Linked DNA regions of Mus musculus: region 2 is linked to region 1. The links are chromatin contacts, called in public Hi-C maps. All regions are on one chromosome and are shown on one strand. Each heading gives the region's core, a stretch centred on a gene start, on an enhancer-like site or on the middle of the called end of the contact. The rest is flanking DNA. Distances are from core to core; before and after follow the strand shown. Region 1 overlaps Astn2 (astrotactin 2). Region 2 has its middle 61 kb from the start of Gm25480.

Region 1 (3,061 bases), core at 388-2,887:
GCAGGGCTTCCTTGTGCCACGATGACCCAGGAGACACGAGAGATATTAAACCCTGGAGCATGAACTGGGTTATTTTGAAATTACTCCAGCTTCGCCCTGTAACCCCCAGGGAATTAGAAGAGATAGGTCCAAATTTAGCTGGGCTCTGCCAGCCTGCCTTCTTCTCTAAGTCACTAATTTCACCAACACCCTCTTGCTATTGCTGTCCTCTCCTTCCGGTAAATGCAGAGGGCTTGCCTACCATGACACCCTTCCTAGAGGATTGCAAGAATAGCTTTCATCTCAGGCAGGTCTATACCAGCTATGTCACGTCTACAAAGCAGGCTCAGCCTGCCATGCCTCAGTTCCCCTCATATTCTACAGAACACTCTGACCCAAACTCATTTTAGGAATTCTAGGCACACTCTCCTATCTGACCATGAAATAAACTGATCCTCAGTTGGAGCCAATTCCCCTGATTTATTTTGGTACCGTATATCCTCTAGCTGCATCTTAAATCTTTCTCTTTCAGAAAGACCTTCTTCAACAGTCAAAACCCAGGTCAAGCACTTCCTGTCATCACCAAAATCACACATCAAGGGGTTTTCCTGGATTAATGAAATCAGTAAGTGCCTGACATACATACTGGTACAGATCTCAAGGTTCCAGTCTGATGTCACCCATAAGAGGATAACGTCTCCAAGGACAGAGCTATGCCAGCCATCATCACCTTTTCTCTGAGCCCTAATGACTATTTGTGAAGTATGTGAATGAATGAATGAGTTGCTGACTATTTGTGAGAGCTAAATGAAGAAACAGAGTGCCTGATCTATTTGCAGAGGACTCACACACTAAAAAAAGGAACAGTAATTGAAACTTTCTTTTGCAATAAGCACTCCTCAAAGCCTAGTGACACACATTAACTCATTTCGCCTTACAACAGCCTGGAAATGCATGTGATTTTTTTCCATTTCCCTATTTAGAAATGAGGACAGTGAGAGACACAGACATTTTCTAATTTTCCCTCATAGGTACGAAATATCAGTAGATTTCAAGAGTTGGCGGGTGTGGGCAGACTTGCATCAGAGTCCTGCTCCTGCTCACCATTTTGCAGTGGTATCTTGGCTCCACCCCTTCACCTTCATGCTTGAATTTTCTGCAGCTTCACATTCCCTTGTTGAAGCCCATCTCATGACGTCTTTCCAGATTTATCAGTCTTACTCTTTCACTTGTAAAAACCCCACAACCTTGTACCACATACTATGCAAGAAGAATTGGGGTGGTAGAAGTACAGTTGTTGGAAGAGGGCTCTCTGTAAGCCTCTGACTCTCCTACAAATGGAGACTTCCTTTTCTGGCCATGGGAGAGCACAATGCAGCAATTGTTTCTCCTCCATGATGTACAGGAAGACTGGAGATGTCAGGTAGAAGCCAAGCTAATACAGGTATGCTTTCCCTTTTAGGTTGAGCATCTTACCTTGTCTAAGAGCAGGTAAAGTGCATGGCAGCCTCTTCTCTCTAGAAGAACCTGAGAACACGGATCACTACAGTACTCTACTCCCACCCCAGGCATTGTTCTATTTTCCCTGATGAGGAGCTGTGGTCTTCAAGGAAAACCACGTCCTTCACTGCCAAGGACACAGCTGGAGCCGCACTGAGCCAAAGCAGGCAGCCTGTCTGTCCACTGGGCCAGGCTTCTTCCCCAGGGTGATGAACAGCGCCAATCAGGCGGCACTTAACGTAATTATAATGAAGTGGCTGCATCTGGTCTCTGAAGGCTTCATTCACCAGGGAAATGAGGAGGAAGTGATATCTCTCTCTGCTGACCTCCTTGTGGGACACTTGCAGAACAGCCATGGAGCCAGGAAGCTGTTGACATGGACTGGGGACTGGATTATGGCACTGATTAGAAGGCTCTGATTGCTAGTTAGAATGCCTTTCCTCCCCATTGCATCATTTCTCTGGAGGGACCTCAGTAGATAGAGTTTACATAAAACTAAATCTCTTCTTTCAGTGTGTGTATGGGGGGGAGGCGTGGGAGGTTCCTAAGAACATCTCTTTCCATATGTACCCCATTAGCCATGCCCACCAGTCACATGGTGTTGAACTTCTGGTCCCTGCCACATGTATACTAGCAAAAGAGAAGGAAACTGGAAACTGCAGGTTTAGACCTGGAGAGGTCCAAGTTGCTCATCATAGAGATAGAAAAAGTCCGACTTAAAAAAGGGATAGAACTGAACCAGATTCTTCAAATGCAAGGCATCCCAAGATCAAAGCGTGGACAGTCTGTATTCTTGTTAAACCAGTATCATCGACAAAAAAGGGAAAGAAAAAAGAAAAAAAGAAAGACATAAATGAAGACTAAAAGAGAGTCAGTCAACTTGGCCTAGAACAAGGCACTCTCTGAGGACTACTGAGAACGGCATTCATGCCTGTACCTTCCCTGTCCCAAGCACTTTTTAAAAATCCTACTACTGGCTGGTCTCAGAAAGCCATGCATTATGTCTTTGCTGTCTTTAAAGCTACAGTCTCTAAACTTCCAGGAAAGATAAAAGTCAGTTAAGTGCCCTAGTCTTTTTCCATGTACTAGTAGACAGTTATATATTGAAAGGAGACCTACGGTAAATGAGGTAAATGCTTTTGTAAAATAAAGAACTGTTTAAGAAAATAATGTATCAGTACCTGATTTATCTATTTGATAAGCTGTGCCTTTTATAAACAAAAAAAAATTTTTTTAGACGCAGGGCACACCAGCCCTGCTTGGACCAAATGGATTCTTAACTGTTCAGGACAGGAGCTGATGCTTCGAGGGTGTGCTACAGCTACAGGTGCCTGGTTTAGTGAAGGCAGCTGCAGGTACCTGATTCCTCAAAGCAAGCCTTGCTGGGTGTTTGAAGAAATCCCGATGTCATTGATCAGATCTGACCAAAGTCACACAGCTTCATATTATCTTGTACGTGGTGATGAAGCCTGGTATGAAGGTGTGCCTGTCACAGTACCTAGTAATTTTCATGACAAAATATTTCTCAAGATAGCCAGGGGTTTCTCACGGGGGCTAGGAGATCCAGATTCATCAGAGCTCC
Region 2 (3,082 bases), core at 224-2,723, 310 kb after region 1:
GCAACCCCCAGAGGCAGGACAATACAAAGGAGTCTTCCCCAGGGCCATCCCTGTCAATAGTAGCTTCTGAACCCAAATGAATATATTTTTGAGCCTCTGAAAGAGGTCTGGGCCATCTTTGTGAGCACAGGAGACTTTATATGGGGCTATCACATTGTTGCTCTGTTTTGCTTCTAAGTTATTAGACTCCTGGTGTCATATGATTAAGGTGACTGGGTTTAGAATCAGCTCGGAGACTGAGGCACACCAAGAAGGGAAGAGTAACTGAGAATGAAAGACCCACCTTGAATGTAGAAGGCAACATCTTTTGGGTCAGGCCTCTAGACAAAATAAAGAAGAAGGAGAGAGGTGGTATAGTTCATGCATTGTGCTTCTGTGCATCTTGACCCTCAATGATGTGGGTCCTCCTCCACCACACCAGACTGAATCCTCTTAAACCCTGAGACAAAATAAATAATTCCTCCTGTAGGTTGCCATTGTTGTATATTTGAAAACAGTTACAATAAAAACCTAATCAATATGTCATGATTCTTCATGAAATTAAAAGACTCAGATGTGGTACTTGCATTTAATCTCAGCACCCAGTATGCTGAGACAGAATGATCAACAGTATAGTGACAGCTTGGGCTATACATTAAATTTGGGGCTAATTTATGTTATGTGAAACTCTGCCTCCAAAAATATTTTAATGAAATAAAAGAAATATCATGAAGTCCTTCAGTTGAATTATAAAGTGAAATTCCAAAGGGAACCAGCAAATCAAGTTCCATGTTGTCATGGGGATTTTCTAAAGCAAGAGATAAACACTGCTTAACCAGGTGGGCTTTCAGGAATCAGTTACTGCATAGCCATAGTGTTGATATCTGTAAAATGGGAGTAATTATATCCTGGAAATGAACAAAGTCATGAATGTTTAGTGTCCGTAGAAAGGGAAAGTTAAATATGTGTGATGTGATAGATTCTTAAAGATGGCTTCTTAAAAGTGGGCATGCCTTTGGAATGATGCTTGCAGTAGAAGAGAATCTATTGCTATTGGGGGACAGAAGGGAGGGGGCTCCAGAATGCCTCAGTAGGTTCTAATTGACATTATGTGGGAAGAGGGGTACTAGATAGGATATGGGAAGGTTAATCCAGAGCATTTGATGACCGGCCTCTATTCCCAGTGTGTACTGGGTTTTGGCTAGGTGCCAAAAGGGGAGGATACCCCAGAAGGCAGGAGCTGGTTGGGTATGCTTGCTCTGCTGGGGAGTTAAGCTGTACCTTACTATATTTAGATCCTGCCTCTGTCAAGCAAGAAGTCTTCCTGACAGGGCTCCAGTTTTTCATCTCTGAAAGGCCACTCATCCATGGAGCTTGGGGTTGGAGGGGAGAAGGGAGGGGGAGGAGGAGGAGGAGGGGATCTGGCTTCTCTCTGTACCTCTGAACAGATGGGATTAAACAGGGCCCTTCTACATCCCTAGCCAAGAGTCACAGTCCTTGGCAGTGATCCCAGGACACAGACAATGGGGACTGATGGCAGCTCCTTAGATATGGCTTGCCTGGGGCAGAAGGTTTCTTCTCAGGCTGAAAAAACTTTCTTCAGACTCAGAAAAGGGATTTGGAAGAGGGAAGTGGGTGGGGCATAGGAGGCAACCCCTGATAGTTTAGTTTAGAGAGAGAAAAAACAAACAAACTAGGACACAGCTTGTAGGAGCCCAGGCCAGTAGTCCTCCCATCTGACCTTTCTTAAGTCTCTGCCAGAACCATTGGCCAAGAAGGCAGGCAGAGCAGGCCAAGAATATAGTTGACTTAGGGCTAAAAGGAGGCCAGCATGGAAAATGAGTAGGAGGGGTGAGTGGAGGGAGTTGGGCTGTGGGTGGTACAAGTGGATGAAATCTGGCTTTCTGTGCTCGTGGGAAGCAGAGTCGGGGGGGAGGGGGCGGGGGTCATGAGCAGCAGTGATTGCTGTCTCCATCCACCGAACTGAAAAATGAACCTCGGAGGAAGTGCCTCTGCCCATGTGTCTCAGAGATAGAAGGGAGCAATCTGACTCCATGGAGGCTTTCAAAAGCACCCAACCCAAACTCCTGCAATTTGAAAGATAAATTTCAAAACCACCCTCAGAGGATCACAAAATGGACAATTCCTCCATTCATCTTCTGTTGACTCCATATTGCAATCTAAGCCCTGTTCATTCCCTGTAAGTCCTCAACTCCCTCCTTTCCTAAGTAGATGACTTACCTTGTCCTTCATTTAAAATTACATCCATCTGGCACAATTCCCCGTGACTACCTTCATCTCTATTTGAGAATGTGCTCAGCATAGTCCTGACAGATTGTAAACCCCTTCGGGGCAGGCGTCCTGTTGAATTCTCTGTGGGTGTGTCTCTAGGAGGAGTAGAAGGGAGGAGGGCAGGGGATGGAGTAAATGGAGACAGAGCTGTAAGCATGCAGAGAAGTGCGGCCTCATAACAAGAATGTACTTGGAGAAAACCAGAGATAACATAAAGCCGAGTTGGGGGCCGAGCTCAGTGATGTACGCATGTCTGATGGACCTATGAAGGGCAAGGACACAGGCACATGACTGGATTTAATGATAAAATTGCTTAGGGTCATAAAGGCTGCTTGCCACCTGCAAAACAACTTCTGTATAAATGTATTAAGTCAGCAATCTCCCTATTCTCTATTTAAATGTATCTGCCAGCCTCCAGCCACATTAATTTTTTGGATTTTATTTATTTGTGTTTTAGTTAGTTAGGGGTGTGTGTGTGTGTGTGTGTGTGTGTGTGTGTGTGATGCATAGTACATGCACACATGCTGTGGCACAGGTGTGGAGGTCAGAACACCTTACTTCAGTTGACAATTGGTCCTAGGGATCTAACTTAGGTAGTTACACTCAGTGGAAGGCATCTTCATCTACTGTGCCATCTTGCCAACCCCACGTATATTTCAATAAATATCAAAAATCAAATATGGCTTTTATACTATTTAGTTTCCCTAATGGTTTTATAAGCCTGATACTGTTTTCTTTGATATATTTTTATGTATGTATGTGCTGGCATATGAGTATGTGGGAGTACTTGCTTATGTGTGAATCTGTACAG

Evidence for each region. A called contact is a pair of places that touch in the nucleus more often than the background predicts.
Region 2: a contact with region 1 is called in a Hi-C map of the N1E-115 cell line, with 3 times the contacts expected there. The contact joins two enhancer-like sites. A contact is called at or near these places in 1 of 15 datasets of contacts at CTCF or cohesin (the NIH/3T3 cell line) and 1 of 484 Hi-C or Micro-C datasets (the N1E-115 cell line).

The regions. Positions count from the first base shown.
Region 1 is chr4:66,170,029-66,173,089 of GRCm38.p6, forward strand. The region is part of intron 3 of Astn2 (astrotactin 2); the gene reads right to left. Among named protein-coding and RNA genes, the nearest start is that of Astn2, 230 kb to the right of the region's middle. Within about 2 kb of position 1,638, at least 15 of the 459 cell types and tissues checked have an H3K27ac peak or open chromatin away from gene starts, as enhancers often do. A contact at or near this core is called in the N1E-115 cell line, where this site is marked.
Region 2 is chr4:66,481,393-66,484,474 of GRCm38.p6, forward strand. No RefSeq gene overlaps it. Among named protein-coding and RNA genes, the nearest start is that of Gm25480, 61 kb to the right of the region's middle. Within about 2 kb of position 1,474, at least 51 of the 459 cell types and tissues checked have an H3K27ac peak or open chromatin away from gene starts, as enhancers often do. A contact at or near this core is called in the N1E-115 cell line, where this site is marked.